Linked DNA regions of Cricetulus griseus: region 1 is linked to region 2. Evidence: chromatin contacts called from public Hi-C data. All regions are on one chromosome and are shown on one strand. The core of a region is the stretch at or near the end of the contact, and the rest is flanking DNA. Distances in the headings are between cores, read along the strand shown. Region 1 holds the start of Ppp2r5a (serine/threonine-protein phosphatase 2A 56 kDa regulatory subunit alpha isoform). Region 2 has its middle 34 kb from the start of Dtl.

What was found. Hi-C and Micro-C count contacts between places; a contact is called where the count stands out from the background.
Region 1: a Hi-C map of fibroblasts shows a contact between it and region 2, with 1.9 times the contacts expected there. The contact joins the promoter of Ppp2r5a here to the enhancer-like site in region 2. A contact is called at or near these places in 2 of 8 Hi-C or Micro-C datasets (the CHK-Q cell line and fibroblasts).

What each region holds. Positions count from the first base shown.
Region 1 is chr5:3,649,609-3,656,227 of CriGri-PICRH-1.0, reverse strand. It overlaps Ppp2r5a (serine/threonine-protein phosphatase 2A 56 kDa regulatory subunit alpha isoform), which reads right to left and starts at 2,424. Exons shown (of 13, transcript XM_027418680.2): 1 at 2,098-2,424. The coding sequence starts at 2,281.
Region 2 is chr5:3,589,082-3,596,026 of CriGri-PICRH-1.0, reverse strand. No RefSeq gene overlaps it. Among named protein-coding and RNA genes, the nearest start is that of Dtl, 34 kb to the right of the region's middle. Within about 2 kb of position 2,861, at least 1 of the 6 cell types and tissues checked has open chromatin away from gene starts, as enhancers often do. A contact at or near this core is called in fibroblasts, where this site is marked.

The sequences.
Region 1 (6,619 bases), core at 1,175-3,674, 61 kb before region 2:
TGAAAAAAAAATTACATCCTACATGAATGTAAGTTGCCAGGCCAGAAAAAAAAAAAAGATTCATATATAATTTTCCTAATTTTATTTCCCAGCACCCAGCTCAGAGGAACTTACTATTTATTTTGAACGTTTTCAACATTAAAAATCATGCAGCCCACTCACCTACATGATTTTGCAAAAATAAACTGAAAAGGTTGTACTGTTTTGTTAATCCTTACTCACAGTCTGCTTTTAAGAAAACTACTTGGCATCTTTCCAGTCCGGATCCGTGTGGACAAAGTGTAGAGTAAGCAGGTTGATATAAATACTTGAAAGATCTCGGATGCCCACGGATATCTGAATCACTCCACAGTAAGACTGTATTTCAGAGCAGGAAGAATTCTCTTTCATACTAAAGGGCTTTCTGGTGGTGTTTTTGTTAAACCCCTAAGTGGGGGAGAAATACTACTGGCAGAAAAAACATGCAACACTGTTGTATCAAGGGCACTGCCAAAGTACCAAGTAAAACAATTCAATTTTTCAAAGCATTTTGGCAACTACAGTAAAAGTTCTTTTTCCTACTCTAGGGTTTTATTTCCAAGTAAAAGTTTTATTTCCTCAATTGAATCTTCATCAGTTTATAGCGAGTAACACCTTTAGGAATAGAACACAAACAAATATCTAAAATCGGTCTGGAGTTTCAACTTTTTTTCTACTACTGACCAAATTCTGTACATAAACGCAACTTATGGTACCTGCAACTTCTTGAGTCAGACCCCATGTACTGAGAATAGGGTTAGTGATTCTATAAATTTCTGTCAGCTTTAAAGGCAAAGACCTATTAAAACTGCAGCTCTTGAGACTAACCAGATGTTTAAAATCAAATTATTAGGTAAAAGCACTAAAGTACAATATGAAGAACAAGAATAACTCACTTGAGAGGATTAAATATGAAAGAAAAATACTAGTATCAAGACTTCAAGCTAAAAATAACTCGATAAACTAATGAAAAACAACCAAGTACAAAATAACTTTTGTATAAAAACTTAAACCTCTGAATAGTGATTCAATAGCCTAACAGGTAAGACAGGATTGTTTCACGGCTATGGCTGCACTCCACTGACCGCGCTGTTATCAATTCAAACAATCCTAGTATGTCAACAACAAAGGAAATACACATTGAACATTTATACACTCTTTTCAAAAGTCCGCTGTGGTGTGTCCTTGACTCAGACGCACCCCAAGAGGCAGATGTCGGGTCTGAACGGGGTTCCCAATCTGTTGTTGGTCAACTGTTGAGCTGGGATTTTCTTTACACTCCTTCCTTGCCTGACGGACTAAGTTAGGATTCACAGACCCAAAGACAAATCAGAACCAGACTGGCCTTGAAAGAAAGGATGCTGGATCTCTGTCAAACGCACTGAAAACTCTGCTGATCGTTTATCTATTTAGGCATGAGCCCTTAATTTGTTGGCCTTGTAAATCATTCTCTAGACTCCTATCAGGTTTGCAAGAATTTCTCAAATACCTAGGAGCGTAATTATCTTCCCACAGTGACATCCAGCTCATAAGACGCAAAGGCGTTAAGACCATTAAACCAAATGCAAGTAATTCTCAAAAGGACAAGCAAGAGCGCCAGGAAAACAACTTCGTGAAAAGCCCCCAAACCCAGTGGGAAAAGTAAGTGAGCCAAAAGAAGTGCCAAGCACTCCTGCAAGGCATTGGGCACCACACCAATTTGAACCACCGTGCAAAACCTCACTCACGAGGTGCCGGCAGGCACAGCCGCGGGAACCGAGCTGCCGGTGCACGGCACAGACACAGTCCTCCCCGCACACCTCTCCAGAGACACCCGCGGTCTTCTGGGGGCTGACACCGACGCCTCTCCACACTCGGGGCAGCAGCCAGCGCACTCGGACCCCGGGTCTGGCGACCGAGGGGCGAGCAGAGAAAGTGAAGCAGCAGCTGGCGAAGCCTGGGGGGAGCCAGGGCAGAGGCTCGGCCGAGTGGGGAGTCGGGGTCCCCGGGGCCGCCACCGGGGGCATGTGGGAAGAGGTGCGGGGCTCGCCGGGGTGGGGGGGGAGGCTGGGGGCGGGCGGGCGAGCGCGCCGGCTTTACCTTTGAGCTGGGGCAGGGGGTGCAGCTCCGCCTGGCCGCCCTGGCTGCGGAACTGCGACGAGCCCTGCGAGCGCTTCTGCCTCTGCGCCTTGCGCACCGATTTCCGGGTGAAGCCGTCCACTTTCTCCGCGGCCGAGATGGCGGCGGCGCAGGAAACCGGCGCGGGCGGCGACGGCGACGACATCTCCGCGGCCCGGGAGCCCGGCTGGCCCGGGGAGTCGGCGAGGGACGGGCGCGGCGAGCCTGCGCCCCTGCGCCCCGGGCCCGGGCGCGCCGCCTGGCGCTCCGCGAGCTGCTCCCCGCCCGACAGCGCCTCACGGCCGCATCCCGGCCGGCGGACGGGGGGGGGGAGGGGGGCGCGGCGCGGCCGCCACAAGTGTGCTGGACGCCCGCCGAGGGGGGGCGAGCGGGCGAGCGGCGGGCGGAGGTGAGCCCGAAGTTTGGACGACGGCTGGGGGCGAGCGCGGGGTGCGGACCGCGGGCGCGCTCGGCGCCCCCTTTCAGCGCGCGGAGCCCCGGCGGCTCCTCAGAGGCCGCTACCCGCGCCGTCCGCCCGGCCGGGAGCCTCCTCCCGGGGCGCTGCTGCCATCGCCGGTCCGCGCGAGCCGCCGCCGAGCGCTTCGCCCTGCCTGTCCGTCAGCGCCGCGCCCCTCATCGCGCCGCGGCGGCCACCCGCGCCCGGACCCTGCGAGCGAGCGTCGCCCTGGCTCTGCTCCCCCGCGCGCACACGACGCCCACGGAGCACGCCGGGCGAGCGACTGCTACAACTCGAGCGGGCGGCTGGGACGGCGCGGGGCGGCGGCGGCGGATGGCTGCGGCGGCGGTGGGGCGGGCAGGGGGCGCCGTGCGCGTGCTTGCCGTGCGCGCTCCCGCGGCCCGGGGGCGGTCCTGGGGGGGGGGGCGGAGGGAGGGGTTTGGCCGACAACTTCCGCGGGGTCCCACGGGCCTCCCGAGGCTCCGGAGGGGGCCGGGGCGGGAAAGCATGCCAGTGCCCTCAGCCAATCACAGGGCGAAGCGGGGACGGGGCGTGGCCTCCCGGATGTCTCTCGGGAGTCCAGCGCGGGGAGGGAGGGGGGTGCTGCGTGACAGACGCGGGCTGCAGCCAATCGCAAGTGGAGGCGGTGAGCGGGTGGGCGGGGTGTGCCTGTGCGTCACAACTGCGAGGAACGCTCTCCGGAGGGACGGGCGCGGGGAAACGCCGCCGTCGGCTCCGGCCCGCGCTGCGCTCCTGACAGAGGGAGAACGGAAAAGGAGACCAGCAGCTCGGGAAGCAGAGGCGCGGCGGGCACGGCCAGAGAGGACCTAAGAAGGCCGACTGTGGCGTCAGCGGGGCGGGGCGGGGCGAAGCGAAGGTGGCGTCACAGCCATGTGATTGACGGGTGGAGAGGAGTGAGCTCGTCCAATCGGGACGCGGTGCTGGGCTCCTGGGCGGGCCCTGGTCCTTCGGGTCCGAAACCGCGTAGTTGATGGTTTGGGAGGCTTTTGTAGCGCCCGAGGTTTGGGCGCCGCCGCGGTGCTCTGAGCGCTGCTCTCGCCTGGGGTTTGGGCGAGCTCGCCTCTGCCACCTCAGAGAACTCTGCGGGTCCACGCCCTCTGAGAAGAAGTTCTCCGTTTCGAACTTAGCCCCGTTTGACCCCTTCGGCTGGAAGGCCTTCGGTCATCCGTAGTCAAGTTCAGATCTCGGTGGAGATTCCGAGTAAACTTCTCTAAATTTGCAGCCAAGGAGGGTTCGAGTTAGTTTTTGTGCCTTCCATGTGATGCTCCGATAGTAGGTGACACCCCCCTACACACACACACACACACACACACACACACACACACACACACACACTGTCCCCTGTGGGCTGCGCGCTCTCCTGCAAGCCTCACACCTTTCCCTTTGGACTTAATAAGAACATAAGCAGACTCACTAATGCGTGAGGGGGATCGAGAGTTAGGCACAAATTGAGTTCTAGACCTACACTAGCAAGTTATGAAACCAACCAACCAACGGGAATGGATAAAGAAAATGGTGTGTGTATTCACAATGAATTTTTTTTCACCATAAAGAACAAATTTATGTCATGGGTATGTAAATGATCCAACTGGAGATAAAAACATTAAGCTGATTAAAGCAGTTTCAAAAAGACAAATATCCTGTTTCCTCTCCTTTGTGGTTCCTGTATTTTGCAGAGATAGATTAAATCATGTAGGTATTTGCAACTTGGAGTAGATGTGAAGCCTTCTAAGAGAATAAGAAGGGTTAATAAATTAATAAATGAGAGGGGAATGTGATGAACAAGAAATATTTGTATGAAGTTTCTAATTAAATATTTTTTTAAAAAAACAACAAGGATATAATACCATCTTCCCAATCACACTTGGTGCAGTCCCGCCTTCTCCATACTTGGTGGAATCCCGCCTTCTCCATACTTGGTGGAATCCCGCCTTCTCCATATTTGGTGGAATCCCGCCTTCTCCACACTTGGTGGAATCCCGCCTTCTTCACACTTGGTGCAGTCCCGCCTTCTCCACACTTGGTGGAATCCCGCCTTCTTCACACTTGGTGCAGTCCTGCCTTCTCCATACTTGGTGGAATCCCGCCTTCTCCACACTTGGTGGAATCCCGCCTTCTCCACACTTGGTGCAGTCCTGCCTTCTCCATACTTGGTGGGATCCCGCCTTCTTCACACTTGGTGGAATCCTGCCTTCTCCATACTTGGTGGAATCCCGCCTTCTCCATACTTGGTGGGATCCCGCCTTCTCCATACTTGGTGGGATCCCGCCTTCTTCACACTTGGTGGAATCCCGCCTTCTTCACACTTGGTGGGATCCCGCCTTCTTCACACTTGGTGGGATCCCGCCTTCTCCACACTTGGTGGAATCCCGCCTTCTCCATACTTGGTGGGATCCCGCCTTCTTCACACTTGGTGCAGTCCTGCCTTCTCCATACTTGGTGGGATCCCGCCTTCTTCACACTTGGTGGGATCCCGCCTTCTTCACACTTGGTGGAATCCTGCCTTCTCCATACTTGGTGGGATCCCGCCTTCTTCACACTTGGTGCAGTCCCGCCTTCTTCACACTTGGTGCAGTCCCGCCTTCTTCACACTTGGTGGGATCCCGCCTTCTTCACACTTGGTGGGATCCCGCCTTCTCCATACTTGGTGGGATCCCGCCTTCTTCACACTTGGTGGGATCCCGCCTTCTTCACACTTGGTGGAATCCTGCCTTCTCCATACTTGGTGGGATCCCGCCTTCTCCACACTTGGTGCAGTCCCGCCTTCTTCACACTTGGTGCAGTCCCGCCTTCTTCACACTTGGTGCAGTCCCGCCTTCTTCACACTTGGTGGGATCCCGCCTTCTTCACACTTGGTGGGATCCCGCCTTCTCCATACTTGGTGGGATCCCGCCTTCTTCACACTTGGTGGGATCCCGCCTTCTTCACACTTGGTGGGATCCCGCCTTCTTCACACTTGGTGGGATCCCGCCTTCTCCATACTTGGTGGGATCCCGCCTTCTTCACACTTGGTGCAGTCCCGCCTCCTTGAAATGATCCATCTCATCCACATTTGTTGAAATGTCTTTTCCTCCAAGCCCAGCTATACACCCACCCACCTTGTGGGGAGCTATTCACAGTAATCTGCCCCGAGGGGCTGCCTCCCTTCTTAGTGTTCCAATTGTAGGTCTTACCCATATTCCTCACAGGACCTGCTGCCTCGCACTCCCTGCCGGCGGCATGCTTCTTCTCCTCTGAAGATTTGAAAGCACCAAGAAAGCAGGAACTGAGTTGCTTAATTGCTCCTGGTCTCTACTGAAACAGTCGGTATAGAGCAATGTAATGTTCAGCTCTCAACCGTTTCTGAGACTGGCAACTGAATTCCTTGTGTCAGAATCCTTGAGGTGATTATTTGAAATTAAGTCTTTAATTTTATTTTTTATTGTATGTGCATTGGTGTTTTACCTGCATGTATTTGTGGGTGGAGATGTCAGATCTTGGAGTTACAGACAGTTGTGAGCTGCCATGGAGGGGCTGGGACTTGAACCCACTAAGTCCAGTTATTGCTGCCCTTAGGTGCATGGATGTGGGGCTATCCACTGGAACATGGGGACCATAGCAGTGAATTGGCCCAACTTTAAATGGTATTAGTGGTACATGCCTGTCATATCACTCTTAGCTTGTCAGGGTCTTGTCTCCTACAGTCATCACCGGTAGGAAAAAAGAGTTCTCAGTGCAGCCTTCTCAGAAGGGTTGGCATGGGTTTAAAATGCGACATCTGAAAGACAACACTTGACGAAACGAACCTTCTAAAGACAACACTTTTACACACAGGTATTTGTCAAAACTCTATTTCCACCCTTTGTCTTAAAGTATCTGCGTCCTGGACAGAAATTTGGTCACTATGACCCATCTGTGTGGTAGCAAACACCTGCAAACCTCCTCCTGGGAGGCAAAGGAAGAACAACTTCAGAGAGTCCCATGCTAGGCTGCTCTGTATCGTTAGCTCCTGGCCACCCAGGACTACATAGGATGCCCCTGTCTCAA
Region 2 (6,945 bases), core at 1,612-4,111:
GGAGTCTATAGAAGATGGACCTGGTACATCTGGGAGAAGCAGGGACATAACGCCTGTGGATTGAAAGACCCTGACATGGTGCCCTGGCCACTTCCCTCATTGCCCATTCTTCTGCTTGGTCTCCTCACAGGTCAGGCTCCGTTCTCCCCTGGAAGGACTGAAGGGGTCAGAGGCAACCCCAGCTTCCTCATCGCAGTCCATCCAGGCCCTCAGGGGAGCCCTGTGGAGCCTGATTCTTTGCCATGGGTGTGTGAGGTTAGTGTTAATTGTCAACCTGAGAGAATCTCCAAGGAGATGGGCCTCTGAACATGCCTGTGGAGGACTGTCTTTAGTTTACCGATGTGGGAAGACCACTCCCTGGGCGGGGCATCCTGGGATGTCTTAAGTGGAGAAAGCCAGCCTGCTGCTGTGTTGATATCCCTACCCCAATAGACAGCACCCCGAAACTGTGAGCCAGAACAAACTGCTGGTTCAATAAACTTAAACAGCGGCTTCTTTCGGGTATCTTGTCATAGCAACAGGAAAAAGACCAAGACACAGTGACACTCACCACTGAGGCCTGTGGCTCTAACCTGCTGTGACCTGGTGGCCCTAAAGGGAAACATTATCTACATTGGATCTTTCAACATGGCATTGGAGATTCACCCCCTACCCCCCACACTCCATCCCCATCAGGGTTTCAGGAATTCTAAAATGCAGACTTGGGAGTGGAGAAAGATACATAAAAACAAAACAAAACAAAAAAACCCTCTTTCTTGGCCTTCTGTCCCCTTATCCTCAGCTGTGTAAAGTAGCTATTTTTCTGGAGGTCATTAGTTATGAAGGCTGTTTGCCAGGCAGGGTCCCCAGCTCTCAGGTAGAATGGAACGTGGTGACTCCCACTATCAACTCTCCTCATGCCTGGTCCAAGACCATCCTCTCACAAACTATCCCTTAAAGACCTTGGGAGGAGGCCGAGAGCTTTGCTCCCAGTAGGAAAGAGGCAGGATGATGGGAAATGTCTTTCTGTATATGTTTATCTTATTGGTTGTTGAATAAAGTACTATTGGCCAATGAAGAAGCAGGTTAGGCGGGACTAGGAGTCAAGGAGGATTCTGGGAAATGTAGTAAAGAAGTCTTGCAATCCAGGCAGGAAGTGACATAGCAGGCAGACTCATATATAAGCAAGGACAAGAAGGAAGTCGTTCCTTTTCTTTTGCTCTTCCTCCTGGTCTCTGCTCTGGAGTCACCATGTGATCTGCTAGCAAGAGAGGGTGCCAGCGGAAGGCATCCTTAATAAGATAAGCCTTATAAAATATATAGATTTATGATAATTAAGACTGAGCTAGCAGATAAGAATCCTAGTCATTGGCCAAGCAGCATTTGTACCTAATACAAGTCTCTCTGTGTTACTTGGGACCTTAATGTGGCGGGAGGTGGAACTCGGGCAGCCTAGTGGAAAGCACCCACATGGAAGCAGGGCTTGGGTGGCTGCAGCAGAAAGACTTATTGTTATAGCAGGATTCACCCTCATTCTGACATGAAGGCTCTCAAGGGCTTGGCAGCCACATCCTTAATCCTTGCTGAGTGTCAGTCAGCTGGGAATCTAAATCCATGCCTTGTCAGAGCATTGAGAAATGGGCGAGTCCTGAGGACAGAAAAGCAAGGCCTGGGACTGGTTACTGGAGAGATGGATGAGTAGGTGACCTAGGGAGCCCAACGTGACAGAGCCATTGCTAAGGTCACCCAAACCCACCTCGAGATGCTCACACAGCTTACAGCATTTTGGGGTTCCAGCAGCAAGCACTGGTGATCAGGTTGTTGATGCCTGGGTCGGGTGATAGGAGGTGAAATGTCTGATTTTTGGAAGAGGCTGAGGCTTGGTCCTAGCAGAATATACAAAGCACCCTGGGAACCTGGAATTGGGACCTAAAGTCAAACCATACTGAGGAACTGAGAATTTACCTTGGCTATAGACTTGGACCCAGGGCCTGGCCTAGACGTGGGCAAGTTTGTCATTACAGGTGTTGTGTGAGCACAGTGAGCACGGAAAGGTGCACCAACCAGCAGGTGTAGGCTCTGTCCACACAACGTGCCTGCCCAGGGAGGAGCTCAACCACACACCAAAAGGAGCTCTGTATAAGCTGCTGGAGGGACAGGCTCTCCCAGGAAGAGCGATCTTGGACACACAGGCACTGCCCTGTCAGCTCTCAGGAGTACGTTCCCCAAGAAGTCCTTAGAGTTGCAACATTGAGAGCCAGGGCCCATTACTTGGTGTCTGGATCATGTGGCTGGAGCCCTCACAAAGGAATTAAGACGTTTCTCAGAAGACCTGGTGATGTAATACCATCTCTTTTTGGCGCCTGCCTGGTTAACTCTTGTGCTTCCTGAATGCCATTCACCACTGCTGAGTGTCCTGGCAAGCATGAGGTAGTCATAGCTTCCCATCCCAGGTATGGGAAGGATTCCCTCCTTTTTATATCTCTAAAATGTAAATGAAACAGGTGTTGGTAGAAGTAACCCCTTGTAGGGTTACATTTGCCTAGGGCCTCCTGGCTTGGCCGCCTATGTATAGTAACAGGCTTGTGTGTGTGTGTGTGTGTGTGTGTGTGTGTGTGTGTGTGTGTGTGTGTGTGTGTGTGGTGCATTGGCCTCTGTGCTCCTCAGGGCCCCATGTTCTGTGGTTGTTGTCTTGAAATTTCTAATCATTTTTGAGCAGGAGCTTTGGGCTTTTAATTTTACACTGAGCTGTCATTAGGTAGCTGGTGTTGCCTGAGCTCCTGTGTTTTTCGTTAAGACTTGTCTCTTTCTAGCTCTCCCTCTCTTGCCCACAGGAATCCACCTTTCATAATCTTGGTAAATTCTTGGCATTCTTAGGAGTTAAGAGAGTGTGTGGGTCAACCCCAGTCCCTAAGTCTCTTGTTGTAATCTATGTCTCCCAGGGCTGACTAGGGCTCTCTTTGTAGATTCTGAGGCTCAGATGCTCACACCACCCCCTCCACATGTTGGTTTCATCTTAATCTGTAGCTCCCTGGAATTGTGAGGATGAGATAAGGGCTGTGGGGGAGGCAGGTTGTCAATAGCGAGCGTGTGGCTTAAAAAGAGAATCCATGAGCTGCAGAGATGACTCAGAGGTTAAGAGCACTGAGGGTTCTTACAGAGGACCCAGGTTCAGTTCCCAGCCTCCACATGGTGGCTGACAATCATCCATGGCTGTGTCCCCCCTTTCCCTTCTCCAATCTGTGTCTTGAAATCCCTCCTCTCATGGTGGAGCTAAGAGGTGAGCTGGTTGGGACTTAATTGGATTGGATGGAGTTATGGGAGTAGACTCTCCTGGGAGGGGCATCCTTATAAAACAGGCGTAAGCAAGTTTTATTCTTCCCTTCTAGCAGGAGAGGGCACACATCTATGAAAGAGAGAGCCCACACCAAGCCCTAAAGCTGACACCATGTCAGCCCTGGGCCTCTCAATCTAGAAACACCAGATAATGGCATTTTGTTATCGCAACCTGAGCTCCGTTAATTAGCTATTTTATTTTTAATTTTCAAAGATTTTGTTTCTGATTTATGTATATGAGTGCTTGTCTTTATGATATATTTTGTTTCTGATTTGTGTCCATCTGTCTGTCTGGGCATGTGTCTATGCATGTTTGGGGCCAGAAGAGAGTGTTGGACGTTACCATGAACCTCCCAGCACCTGGTGCTGGGAACAGTATCGTCTGAAAGAGCAGCAAGTGCCCCTGATGGGGTCCGTCTCCCCAGCCTCTGTAGCTATTTGAATTAACAAGTTTGGGGATGAAAAGTGAACTGAGACACCACCCTGGCATCGGGGACTCTTATGCCTCCCACATACAAACAGGTGAGGCACGTGGCAGTGACTGTGAGGCCATGATTGTAAGCCAGCTGGAGGAGCCCTATAGAAAAATGGCAGCGCTATACTTCAGAGTGATACATTTGGGGTTGAGAGGCGGCTCGGTGGTTAAAAGCACTTGCTGAGCTTGCAGAGGACCTGAGTTCAATTCCCAACACCCACATCACATGGCTCACAACTGACTAACTTCAGTGGATCCAATACCTGTGGCCTCTGTATGCATCTGCATTCATGTGCTCGAACATTTGCAGACATACACAAACACACATCCACACATACAGTTTAAAATAAGATAATGGCTGGAGAGATGGCTCAGTGGTTACGTGCACTGGCTGCTCTTCCAGAGGATCCAGGTTCAATTGCCAGCACCTGAATTGTGGCTCCCAGCTGTCTGTTACTCCAGTTCCAGAGATCCAATGTCTTCTGGCCTCCTAGAGGTGTTGTGTACAAGTGGTACACAGATATGTATGCAGGTAAAAACACCTACACATGGAATAATTTAAAACAAATCTGAAAGTGAAACAAATCTTTAAATTTTTTTCAAAAAGAAACAAAGTACTGAAGGTGAAATAAATGCTCTCCACAGAGCAGGGGGAGTAGGGAGTGTGGCCAGGTCAAAGCGGAGAATCTTTCCTTAGAGCCCAGAACTTCAGTTTGTTTTCCAGGGAAGACAATGTAATGTTGGGTGGCTGAAGAAGAGCAGGGGCTGAACTTCCCAGACAGGAAGTATGTAAACACAGTCTGCAGGAATTTGGCTGACAGAGCATAGAGCCTGAGGGAGAGAGCAATGGGGGATGGAGCTGGGGTGGGGGAGGCCCGGCTGTAAAAGCTGGACCTCGAGTTAGAATTTCTAGATTTAGAGACTGGAGAGATGGCTCAGTGGCTAACAGCACTTGCGTATTTGAGAGGGCCTGGGTTTGATTCCTAGCACCTCCACAATGGCTCACAACTGTAAATAGAGTTCTTAATTGGTTTAAATAATAAAAACTTGGAGTCAGATACAGAGGAAAATGCTGAGAGATCAGAGAGAAGGAGCAGCAAGCCACAGCCACTTTCATCTCATTAGCTTCCCAGAGGAAAAAGAGCGCAAGTTCCTGTTTCTTCCTGCTTATATCCTCTCTCTGCCTAGCCATCTCACTTCCTGTCTCTGCCCCTCCAGCTCACTTCCTGTTTCCAACCAGCCATCTCACTTCCTGTCCATCTGTACAGACCTCCAGACCTCTATGGTTAGCTAGTAGCAAGCTCCATCCTCTGATCTTCAGGTGGATGTGTGTGGTGATATCTTGCTTGTACAAATAAAGCTGTAGCTACAGCTCTGGGGAGTCCAATGCCTCTTCTGACCTCAAGAGGTATACACATATGTGGTACACATGCATACATACAGGCAAAACACTTGTAAATAAAAAAGAAAATAAATTTAGAACTTTCAGATTTAACATTAGATAAAAATATAGACTAAACAGAAATACTTGGGATATATTTACACCTAGAATTTTTGCTACCTGAAATTAAAATTTAGATGTAAGAATTATTGTTTATTTGGCAGCTCTTGCTGGAATGAAAAACTCAAAAGCTACAGGAGACAGACTAAGTGTAAACCAGTAGAGAAGCTGCGACCATTAGGTTTGGGTGTGGAATATCCTCCACAGGCTCGTCTGTTTGAACACTTGGTCTCCAGTTGATGGCGCTGTTTGGGAAGGTTGTAGAACCTTTAGAAGACGGGGCCTCACTGGAGGAAGTGGGTCCCAGAAGGACAGGCCTTGAGGATTATATACCAAGCCTGGCTCCCTCTGTTCTTTGCTAATGGACCATCAGCCCAATGTCACTAGCTGCCTCATGTTCCTTCTGTCTCAACTGTAAGGGTTCATGCCTTGCTCACCATGAAAGAATGTTGGCCCTCAAACCATGAGCCCATGAATCCTTCCTCTCTTGGTCCCTTTTTGTTTGTTTTCTGTTTGTTTGTTTTAAGACAGGGTCTCATGTAGACCACACTGGCCTCAAACTTGCTACATAATTGAGAATGATCTTGATTGATTCCCATGCTACACCCTCCTGAATGTGAGAGTTATGGGCGTGTATCATCATGCCCATTTCTTCAGTTGCATTTTTGAAGGTACCTGGTCACAGCAATAAGAAAAGTAAACAATAAGACTGACAGAACATGCAAACACTTGTTCTGCTTAAAGATAACAGCCCCTGGGCTGGAAACATGGCTCAGCAGCTGACAATACTGGCTGTTCTTCCAGAGGACCAGACTTCAATTCCCCATACCCACATAGTGGCTCACAACCAGCTGTAACTCCAGTCCCAGGGGATCCAACGCCCTCTTCTGGCCTCTGTGGGCCCAGGGCATGTACCTGGTACACAGACATACGTGCAGACAAAACAGTCTCACACACAAAACTTAAAACAAAGAAACAAAACAAACAAGAAACAACCCACCTTTGCTCAGTGGTGTTAGCACATGAAAATGCAGGTGAAATATTGTCAACTTTTTCATTTTTTAAGAGAAGTTTTAATTCTGGATTATAGATCCTAATTATCTAATATCACTGAGTGTTTCCATGTTTTTAAAATACTGTGTGAGACAAATAAAACCTCACTTGTATTTAGCTTGAAGACTGCTTTCAATCTTTAGTGGGCAAAAATGCCAGGGTAGAAATTTTTTTTTTAAGTACGGTAATACATGCCTGTAGAAAAAGCAAATATCGAGGAACCAAGGTCAGCAAAAAAGCTTTCTTCCTCTGTGTCACCTGTATCCTGTCACTCTCCTGGTTAGCTCTGTCATGTGTACACCTGCTGAGTGTTTTGAAATTGATTCTACAATCTGGAAGATGGAGCAAATTTTCTCTCATCTGAAAGTTCTAGACACTCTAGTGGTCTTTGTGTGCTATGTGTAGGTATATGTATACAGAAATACATACAAGTGTTAGAACTTGAATATGAGTGTGCCTGGTAGGCATGTGTGTTGAAAGCTTGGCTCTCAGCTGACAGTGCTATTTTGGGAGCTAGTGGAAACTTTAGGAGGCAGAGAGAACCTGGAGAAAGTAGGTCACAAAGGGTGTGCCTTTGGAGGATGTCTTGTCCTTGGCCCTT